Linked DNA regions of Mus musculus: region 1 is linked to region 2. The links are chromatin contacts, called in public promoter capture Hi-C maps. All regions are on one chromosome and are shown on one strand. The core of a region is the stretch at or near the end of the contact, and the rest is flanking DNA. Distances in the headings are between cores, read along the strand shown.

What was found. Promoter capture Hi-C pulls out the DNA fragments that hold promoters and counts their contacts.
Region 1: a contact with region 2 is called in a promoter capture Hi-C map of pre-B cells, with 3 times the contacts expected there. The contact joins the promoter of Xpot here to the promoter of Yeats4 in region 2. A contact is called at or near these places in 2 of 39 promoter capture datasets (liver and pre-B cells).

What each region holds. Positions count from the first base shown.
Region 1 is chr10:121,623,718-121,629,246 of GRCm38.p6, reverse strand. It overlaps Xpot (exportin, tRNA (nuclear export receptor for tRNAs)), which reads left to right and starts at 2,915. Exons shown (of 25, transcript NM_001081056.2): 1 at 2,915-3,142.
Region 2 is chr10:117,221,256-117,226,726 of GRCm38.p6, reverse strand. Yeats4 (YEATS domain containing 4) reads left to right here and starts at 2,220. Exons shown (of 7, transcript NM_026570.4): 1 at 2,220-2,468; 2 at 4,434-4,553. The coding sequence starts at 2,418. It overlaps Gm31963 (a long non-coding RNA gene), which reads right to left and starts at 2,241. Exons shown (of 4, transcript XR_872061.2): 1 at 2,160-2,241; 2 at 1-136.

The DNA of each region.
Region 1 (5,529 bases), core at 1,666-4,165, 4.4 Mb before region 2:
CAAGCTGGCCTAGGGGAGGGGCTAATGTATGTAGGTGGGGCAAGGCTGAGGAGCAAGGGGTGTTTCATCTATGTGGCTGAGAGAAGCCAGTTACAGGATATTTAATGACATTGTGAACCCCAAGATTGTGTTATTTACTGGAAACACATGTTTTAGTTGTGGTGTGGCCAGGCCTTAGCCCACACCTTTAACCCAGGAGCTTTCTTCTTGAATATCGTAAACAGGATTAAATAAAGTCAATCGTTGGTCAAGAAGCAGAGCAAGCAGCCAGTCAACAGGAAGTGAACATAGGATTATTCAGAAAAAAACCATAGAGAGTAAGAGGGAGTCAGGAGGATGGGTAGAGAGACACACAGGAAGTAGAAGGGAGGGGCATTCAGTTTGAAGGAGGTTTTTTTTTTTTTTTTTTTTTTTTGAGACAGCATGAGGGAGGGGATTCCTGGTGGGATATCAGCTGAGGAGGAGGGTTAGCTGGGTGCTTTCTCTGCCTCTCTGAGCTAGCAGGCTCCCGAGTCTTTGTTGGTAAAATCGATTTTGTTATAAAACAGCCATCATCCCTGATGAGTAAGGACTTTGCAGAGCAGCCTTTTTAAGGGAGAGGAGCGCCCACACTCAGTAAGTAACCCCTTACGCATGCTCAAGTAAGTCCAATAAACTCCTGGGGTCCCCACACTGAACTTTGAAGGAGTCTAGGTGAGCTTGTTCTTAGGACCTTGGGAAGAGGGGTAGACTTGAAGATTGCCCTGGGAAGGAGTTTTAGTAACATAAGTGAGTAAGGGTAGCTGCTAAGAGGTAACATCAGTTTTTATTCTACTTCCATTCCCTCCTCACTCTGTCCGATCTGCTGGCAAGTTTTGTTAGCTCTTTGTGGTCTGGGCATTGAAGCTAGGGTGGTGGGTGCGAGGTAAGCACACTATCACTGAGCTATATCCCTAGACCTCGTCATTCACTTTTAAAGAGAGGATATAGCTATTGTGCCCTGGCTGGCCTTGAAGTTGAGATCCTCCTGCCTCAGCTTCTGAAGCAGCTTGGATCACAGGCTTGTAGAACAGGTCTGGCTTATTCTTAGTGGGAGCTAGAGGCAAGGCTTTGACTACATTGAACATGTACACTGAGCATGTACTGAATAAGATATTAGGTGTATTGGCACACACCATTAGTCTCAGTACTTGTGAGGGAGACAGAGGTAGGGGGATCTTGGTAAGTTCAAGGCTAGCCTGGTCTATATAGTGAGTTCTGGAACAGCCAGAGTTTACTGTAGAATACTGTTTCTAAGAAACGAAAGGAAATCTACACGTTGGGTGCACTGCATTGTTTTCATGATAAACTCTTTAAACTCGGGAAGTAAACAATTCAAAGATCCCCCCCAAACTAACCAGATTAACAATACCATCCCCTCCCTCATGCTATACACTCTTGGACAAGCTGAATTGCTGGAACCTGTCCTACCTGCTGTCTTCGGGGAGGCTGCTGTCTTTATATCATTTCTGCTCCTGTAAGAAAGTCACCCCAGTAAAAGCCATTGGTTCACCAAGCTTGACTTTCGTGGTATCCTCACTTTAGTCTGTCATCAGTACCGAATCTGGGTATCTATCTGCAGTGAACAGATGTTTGTCCATGTATCCCCAGAGATAGTGTCACTTATGATAAGTCTAACACGTGTATCAAACTTAATTCATGAAATAGTCAGACCTGGTGACAACCTGGAACTCCAGCACTCTGGAATCTGAAGCAAGAGAACAGTGAAGGCCAGCAAGTTTCAGGCTAACCAGAGCTACATAGTGAGCCTCTCTCTGCCTCTAAATAAAATTAACCAAACCTTACCCTCTGAGGCTGGTACTGTCCCACTCTACATAAAATGAGTAAACTGAGATGGACTTTAACACTCATGATGCCAACAATAATGGAGGTGCAGCCTTAGGATTTAGGTAAGGTTGCTGGAGCTTATACTGCGCCCACACAGTAATAATAGCACGGGATCAAAGAAACAAAGCGAACGGAAGCACGGGACTTGTACGTATGTTTTCCCTCTCTCTTTTCTTTTTTTCTTTTTTTGAGACTGTGTTTCTCTCTGTAGTCCTGGCACTCGCTCTGTAGATGTGGCTACCTCTGCCTCCTCAGTGTTGGGATGAATGGTAATCGCCACCATCACCGGGGACTGCTTTCGGTTTTCTTTTTTTCTTTCTATCTTTTTTTGTAGGCAAATTTAGTAATATTTAAACTGGGCGTGGTGGTTCATGCCAGTAATTCCAGAATTTGTAAAGTTTAGGCCAGCTTGGGAAAAATGAGTGAAAACCAGCCTGGGTTATGGAGTGTGATCTTGCCTCAAAAGCAAAACAAGTAAATAAAAATACAGCGGATTTTTTTTTTTTTTAAAGAGTCCTTAAGCGTCTGGACTCTTGACACGTGGAACCGCTGGAAAGGAATTCAGCAACTGACTCAACACGTGGTTTCAACCACGTCCACTTTTCCGATCTCAGGATCTCCGCACTGCCACCTGACCAGACCCTTCTGGAGGGAGTGGAGAGTTACTAATTCACGCCGACGCTCAAAGCAGAGCGCAACGTGGCCGGTCTTCTAAAAGCTTAGAGGACCTCAGTAACCTGTAGCTAGGAGGGCGGTGTGCACTCTCCCAGCATGCACCACAGGCCCGCCGGCCACGCCCCCTGCGAGCTCCAGGGAGCACGTGCGCGGTCCTCCTCTCGGAAGCGTCCCATGCGCTTTGCACGCTGGGAGTTGTAGTCCCCCGGGCCCAGCCTGCTGGCGGCCGTCTGCACTCTACTTCCATGAGGCTGCTGCTAGCGCGGGTCCGCGCGGTACGACGCGGGGGGCGTGCCTCGCGCTGACTCAGCGGCGGCGTTAGCGGGACCCTGCGCAGTTTTCCTTCCAGGGCCGCCGACTCCGCCCGCCGGCTTGCCAACCTGCCCTCCCCGCTCCGCGCCACGCAAGAGAAGGCGCCCGGGGAACGCCGAGCGCCGAGAGGAGCGCGGCCCGGGCCGGCTCCGGCGCTAGCGCTGCGGCTGTATTGGAGGACTACAGCGACAAGGACGTGGGCCGCTCTCCGTGCTCCCTGCGTACGGCCCGCTCCTTGCGGCTGGCCGACCCTCGGGAGTGCAGGCGAGGAAGAGATATTGGAGTGATGGTGACTGGAGGCGTAGGGCGGCGGGCCGGGGACCCTACGTGGCCGGGCGAGCCGGACTTGGGGTTGGGGACGATCGGTGGCGGCCGCGTCCCTAGTGCGTGGCTGCCGGTTGCCGGGTGTTTCATCACCCGAGTGGCCACGAGGCTTCGCTCTGGGAGGGATCCGGGCGAAGGATAGGGGGCGAGGCCGGCCTAGGAGGCTGCCCCCCAACCCCATTTGTGATAGTTTTAGAGTGCGTCCCACCAGTTTGAGCTGTAGGGACCTCAAAGTTGATCCGCTTCCCACCCCGGGACAAATAGGAGAGAAAGTGTTATTTCTGCGTAGTAATTTGCCAGCAGGGACAGCCTTTTCCCCTTTTTGCTTCTTTACAGTCTTGCAGCCACGGAAAAGCTTGATGTTCCCTGTAACCTGAAAAACGAGTACTTTTTGGAAGCCTTAATTAGTTGTTACTGGGGGAAGTTACGTTGTATTAAAGCGACTTGTCAACTTGATGTTAAAAGGCTGGAAAGATTCAGTCGGTCTCAAACAGGCTTAAGTAGGTGTGGAGGAATTTTCCACATTGTTTGATTATTCTTGACTTAATGGCTGAGGGAAAAATTAAGGCTTCCAATTTTACATGTTTTTTTTTCGCTCCCCCCACCCCCACATCCACCTTTGCAGGTAGTATAAGATGTTTACCATATTGTAACAATGTTTAAGCCTGCAAGGCTCTGCATCGGTAGGTCAGAAAGCTAAGCTTCCTTTGCCGGTCTTTATTAGGCAATCGTTACCTTTTAACCCTGTGTTTTATTCACAGATAGGTGGTTTACCATCTCATTTTATTTTGGTTTGATGTTTTTTTCCGATTGTGTAGAGGGCGAAGGTTTGTGAGGGATTCCTCACTATGGAACAAGTTTGCTGAGGATTTTTTTTGTTGGTGTTGAGCATGTGCTCGGCTGGGCCTCTTATTTATCTTTTTTCCTCTTGTCAAGATTAGCGTGAAATGACAAAACGCTTAAGCAGTTTTTTTCCCAAAGCAATGGATAATTTAAAGGAACTCTAGTGGATTTCTCAATCAGGGGTTTACAGACAGTCTTACACCGACTTTTCTCTCTGAGCATTTTTAGCAGGAATACTACTTTACTTTAAGAATGTTTCAAGTTGTGCATCCTGCGTGCCTGTCTCTGACTTTGTACCCTATTGGAGGCATGCTTTGCACACATGCACACATTGTAGTCTTTAGGACTTTGCCCCTTTTCCTGCAGACAGAATGGAATGCATACTTTTGGGGTGTTTGTTTGTTTGTTTTGGTGTGCAGCTTCAATTTTTGTTTTGTTTTTGAGACAGAATCACTATAGCTCTGGCTAGCCAGAACATCCATATGTAGATAGACCAGGCTGGCTTTGAAGTCCCAGATCCCCCTGCCTCTACCTCCCAAACAGTGGGATTAAAAGGTGTGTGCTACTTTGAGTGACTGAATGGTTGTGTCACTTGGGGTGTGTGTGTGTGGGTCGGTGGGGTTGGTTGGTTGGTTGTTTTTTCAGACTGGGTTTCTCTGGGTAGCCCTGGCTGTTCTGGAACTCTGTTGACTAGGCTAGCCTGGAACTCAAGAGATCAGAGACCCTCCTGCTTCTGCCTTCCCAATGCTGGTATTAAAGATGTGTTTTTGTTTTGTGTTTTATCTGTTCTTACTGATAAGGATTGGAATATAAATCTAGAACTTAAAAAAACTACATATATTTATCTCATATATGTACAGATGTGTGCATGTGTGAATGTGCGCATGTGCAGTGTACATGCGCAGTTCTCTTCTTCCACCATATGGATCTAGGGTTTTCAGGGGTCTTTACCCGTGAATCATCTCACTAGTTCAAACCCAGAGCACTAAAAACCTAAAACCTGTGTTTTCACATTTTAAGAACATAGTAATGCATTCATATTTCACAATGGTTTGGGGTTTTTTGTTTTTGTTTTGTTTTGTTTTTTGTTTTTGAGAAATCAAACTGTCACATGGTAGGTCGTGGAAAGGATTATTTAATCCTGTTCTGTTAGGATCAAATAGTAGAGCGTCGAAGCTGTATTGCTGCACGAGGTGATCTGGAGGTGAAATATTGGAGGCCTTGCAGGGTTTAGCCTCGAAGCTGAGAAGAGCTGTGTGTGTGTGTGTGTGTGTGTGTGTGTGAAGTAGGGTGTGCTTGAGAGCTGCCGTGTGATGTGGCAAGCATTGCTGGCCTTGCTGAGGAGCACGAAGAGTGGTCAGGAATTGTTGAGAAATGTTGGCATCTCAATCCTGTAGGCAGTTGGAATTTAGATTGCCTGGCTGGGGTCTGCAAGGTTGCTATGAGTGATCAGAAGAGGGGGCTTAACTTGGATCCTGATTTTTTTTTTTCAATTCCAAAAAGATCAAG
Region 2 (5,471 bases), core at 971-3,470:
GTTCCTTTCCACATCCCAGACACCTAGAATAATGAGTGGAACGTGGTAGACTCTCATTACAACACGTTTTTCTTATTCTTCACTCTCCCATGATTCCAGGACAACAGCTTGAAGAAGACTAGGTCATACCTCAGGGCTGTGTAAATGTAGAGCAGAGACCAGCCATAAGAAATGTCACATGGCCTTTCCCGAGGAGGGAAGCAAGAAAAGACCAAAGCATCAACTGGACCAGAGTCCATCTTGGCAAACCGGTGAAACTACTGTGGTTACTCATGAGAGTATGGGTGAGGGGCCCCTCACAGGAACAGGGTTACCTCAAAGGCAACTGCATCACTGAAAAGCCCAGGCCCCAGTGGGTGGTGACTGGACATCCGACAACCCTGAGCTTGCTGGGTGGCTCTCAAGCAGCTCAGTAGGACAGAGTCTCCCCCAGTCAACTCCACAGGATGAGCACAGGCTCTGTCCTAGACTTCTGTCTCCTCCCTTCCCCCAATCATCCCTTCCTGCTTCTTTAACCTTGGGGGGGTGGGGTGGCGGCTCGTGTATCTTGTTAGCTTCAGAACTTCTTGAGCCTGTGAGTTGTTTACTTTCCAAGTCTCAGGAACCTCCTGTCTCCTTCCTGGAGGGAATGTCTCCCTTAGAAGCTCTAAGCTTATATCAGGTGATCAAGGAAGGGGAATGACATTTAGATATCAATTAAGAAACAGAGTTAGGACATACTCAAGAGCTGCCAGGACAACCTCAAAATACGGGATGACTATAGAAACAGCCAAGATTATCAAAAACAGGGGCTGGCAAAAGTAAAGGTACTTGTTATCAAGCCTGATGACTTTAACCAGATCTCTAGGACCCACATTCATTCTCTCTCTCTCTCTTTCTCTCTCTCAATAGATAATACAGTGAAAAAAAATACTTTTATTAAAGATTAGCAAAAATTGGGGGCTTAGTGGTTAAGAGCACTAGCTGCTTTTCCAGAGGACCTGAGTTCAATTCCCAGCAACCACATGGTGGTTCATAACCAATCTGTAGTGGGATCCGCTGACCTCTTCTGGTGTGTCTGAAGACAGCTACAGTGTACTCCCATACATAAAATAAATCTTTTCTTTAAAAATTAGCAAAAATTGATTGACCATGCTGTTAAATTCGCTTCTCGGTCTCCTGATTATTCTCATTGATTAGTGCTGTGCCCAGCCTTCATCAGAGAAGTTTATTGCAATGAGCAGTGGTTAATGCAGAAACCCAAAACTAGCCAAAACGCCCAGGAATAAGAGATGGTGGTGTGCTTAGCACTATTCGGGACAGTTGTACCACTCCTTCCAAGATTGGGGAATATTTCAGGGTATAAAGAGCCAGAGAATGGAGAGACATGTATCAAAAACGACACCTTCTGGCCACAACGTGGCCATTGCACTCATGAACTTACTGCAGCTGCGGTTATCTGCATAGGACCTGCGATTGCATGTTAACATTTCAACATGGATGGCGGGAGGGGTCCAGGGGCCTCACCCTTCCCAGAGGGACTATTGAAAATTCATGACTGTTTGGGAAAGAGATGCCATTTTCTTTAGTAAGGTACCACTGATAAATTACTCTTGCTTCGGTAAAGAATCCCACATCCATAGTAGGACAGGAAACGCCAATTAAAGCCAATAGGTCACGAACTAAGAGGGCATGAAAGTAGGAGGGGGGCTTGTTGGAAAGAAGAGTTCCAACTGGGGAAGGGTATGAGAGAGAAGAATGGTGAGTGAAAATAAGAACATGACCCTCTTAGGCATGGTTTAGGAGGTTTTTACTGTAGATAGGGAGAAAACAGATTCCCGACGAATCTGGAAAAGTCAGACTGAACATGGCCAGCAGAACAGATTGAGCCATGAAGAGCGGGAAGTGGAGTCATTTCTGTAGTGCCATCATGTTGGCCTTGGAAATCGAACTCAGGTCACAAGGCTTGGCAGCATATTCTTTACCAAGCCCACGCCCAGTTATCTGACCTGCCCAATCAGAAGCTTTGATTCCAGAGTCTATCATCTTGAAGTGTGTGGGGTTATCTCAACCCTAAAGCTACAAACGTTCACCATTTTGGTGCTTCCCTACCCTTAACTTCTGCCTAAAATTTATCCCCATCTCTCTTTATCCGCTGCAACAGCTCATCAGGCTCTTACCGGGGAAGGCTGCAGCCTCGCGCGTGCGCACTGTCTGCCTGAGCCCGTTGCGCATGCGCCGCCGCCCTCCCCCGCCCTTCCGCTCGGCTCTCCCAGCTCGGGGCTGAATGGCCGACCCCGACGCGGCGCGTGTGGAGGAGGTGGCTGTCCGGCTCCCCGAGCCCAGGCGACCCGCCCTCCTCCGGCTCGTGAGGGGAGCGGCTACCCCGCCGGCCTGAGCTCTCTCCCTGGCCGCCGCGGCTCCTTCCCGGGGACAATATGTTCAAGAGAATGGCGGAATTTGGACCTGACTCCGGCGGGAGAGTGAAGGTCAGTGCGCAGGCGCGGCGCGCGGGGCGGAAGCTCGGCGCTCATTGGGCCCCGAGTCCTCGTCACCGCCTCCGCACCGCCAAACACAAAGGTGCCGGGGTGGCTAGGGCATCAGTCGCAGACCCTGGATAGGCTCGTCCGTCTTGTCGTTCCCGAAGCCCCGTGCTGATAAAGTCAGCAAAGAGCGCTTAGCTTCGTTCGTGTTTAGTGAAGGTTGCTTAACACTGGACGTTGTGACACTCAGTTCCCTCCCATCTATATGTGTATTATTAATAGGGGTGGAGGTAAGAGAACGACTTGCAGGAGTCGGTTGTCAGGTGTCACCATGTAGGTGTGCTGTCCAGCCTGAGCTGCAGTCGTCTCTTCCCTGTGTGCCATCCCTCCAGCTCGCCACCCCCTCCCACCTTCCTACATCTGCTGGTTACTTTTTTTTTTAATTTTAAAATTTATTTTTATGTATATGAGTACACTGTAGCTGTCTTCAGGCACACCAGAAGAGAGCATCAGATCTCATTACAGATGGTTGTGAGCCACCATGTGGCTGCTGGGAATTGAACTCAGTATCTCTGGAAGAGCAGTCAGTGCTCTTAACCTCTGAGGCAGCCCTGCTGGTTATTTTTTAAGGTACCGGTTCAGGATGCTCTCCCCGTGCCCCTAAAAGGGGCTTCTACTTACAGATCTTATCACAGAAAGGATTTTTTTTTTTCCTTAAAAGAAATCACATCAGTCTACAAAAATTTTAAAATCCTCATCGGTGTCATATTATTTTTATTACCTTAATCATAGTGTCTATATATCCATAGCTGCCTTAACAGTATATGTAAGATGAGAAATCATCGAAAATCCTAAAGCCCTGAAATGCAATAGAAAGAAATACCAGGTAAAAGTCTGTGTTAGTATAAGAGGCTTTGTAGAGCTGTGCATTTGCCCAGGGTTTTAGGTAAGGCTTGGGGATGGTAGGAAGTGATTGCAGAGCAAAAGGTTCATGGGAAAACTCTTCTCTACTTGCACAAGTTAAATCTGGAAGTTTGTAGTTCAGGATAACTTGAGAAAGTTAGGCCTGTAGTCCTCAAATTGAGTTTCCTCCTTAGTAGCTGGGGAAGGGGTGGGGGTGAGGCAGGAACAAGATAGGCCCTTGAGAGGCCCAACCCAAGTGGCCTGTGTGTTCCCACTGTCCCCATCTCCTAGGCCATTCAGCTGTGAGCTGATCAGTATGCTAATCCCTTGGTAAGGTGCTTCTGTAGTCCAGGCGCCTCTCAGCCGCCAGCTGGGGACCAGCAATAAGCCTTTTGGGGGAGGGGGTACTCCATACCCAAACTGTATGTGCATAATAAGGATGACAGCAGAAAATGCTTGCCCTGAAATTCTCTCATAAACCGACCTTGGGTTTTGTGCTGTGCTTTGGTAAACACTGCCAGAGGCTAATCTAAAAGCCTTTCCCAGCCAGCAGAGCCGGTCACAATGGCAACTTGAACTCAGTAGCCTAGCTTTTAGGTTTGTGAAGGCATTTTGTTCTTCTCTAATCAAGTACTCAGGTGCTTTTACATGCAGAGCTCAGCAGGTAAAAGGCTTACCAAGTCTGATGACCTCAGTGCAGGCCTCAGGAAGGTGGAAGGAAGAGAATCTATTCCTTCAAGTCATCTGTGACCTCCTCATGTGCTGCACAGGGCGCCCAGCGTGCACACAAACACCCCAAACAACCCACTTTTCATGTGAGGACTGGGAACCAAACTGTAGCCTTCTGCAAGAGCAGCAAGCTCTTCAACCCCTGAACCATCTCCCCAGCCCCTCTCGTGGGAAGCATTGTGCCAACGTTAGTGAATGTGACGCTGGCTCGAGACGCCTGTTCTAAGTCAGCCCGTACGTGGTTAGACTGCGGCTCCCTAAACCAAGTCGCCGCGGCTCATGGTGTTTATCCAGGTGCTGGTGAAGTATTTACTGATTTTCAGCTTGCTTTTCTTTTAGGGGGTTACCATCGTTAAGCCAATCGTTTATGGCAATGTTGCCAGGTACTTTGGAAAGAAGAGAGAAGAAGACGGGCACACTCACCAGTGGACTGTGTACGTGAAGCCCTACAGAAACGAGGTGGGCATCGCTTTTCCCGGAAGGAGTGTTTGCGGTGCAGTCTGTTTAGTTGACAGTAAACTGAAATTGTGTATAGTAACTTTCCAAGTATGAGGTGGGTCCATTATAGACTCCCACCACTAGCCCCATCAGAAACAATAAAATGAAGCCCCTCATCTTCATGTAATTAATGAATCGGGTTTTCAAAAATGTCGTCTGAATAAAATTAAGATAAGGGGCTGGAGAGGTGACTCGGCAGGTAAACACGTGATACTCTTGCAGAGGACCTGAGTTGGTCCCCAGCACCCACGTACGGCAGCTCACGGGGATCCAGTGCTTCTGGCCTCCCGGGGCAGCCGTACGCACATACCCACACCCACACATGTGTACACACATCTGCACAAACGTGTTCACTTATGAATGCGTACATATGTATGGGCGGTCTTTATCAAGGGTGGGGGAGGAGGAAGTTGGTGCCTGCAGGCAATGTGAACAAAAAGTCCTGAGAGAAAGGGGGGGGGCTGTAATTCTGTTACCATGGAGACTTGCAGATGCCCAGGCTTCCTGGTCATGTGTGATTGCTGAGCTCCAGGCTCAGTGAGAGACCCTGTCCCCCCAAAATAAGGTAGAGAGCACTAGAGCAGGGTACCTGATGTGGACCCCTGGCCAGCCGTGTGTGCATCCCTCCCTCACCATACTCAAAGAAACTGTTTCTAAAAATTGGCTATAAATATGGTTTTCTAGGTATACTTCTATAAAAATACCCCAAATCTTGCTGTTGCTTCTGATGGAAGTCAGAATTAACTGAGAGTGTTATTTATTGATGCATATAAAAGCAGAATTTGAGCACCTCGGATAGTGGTGACACGTACTTATAAGCCCAACACTGGGCCAAGAAGATGGCAAGTTCCAGGCCAGTGTGGGCTACATAATAAGACC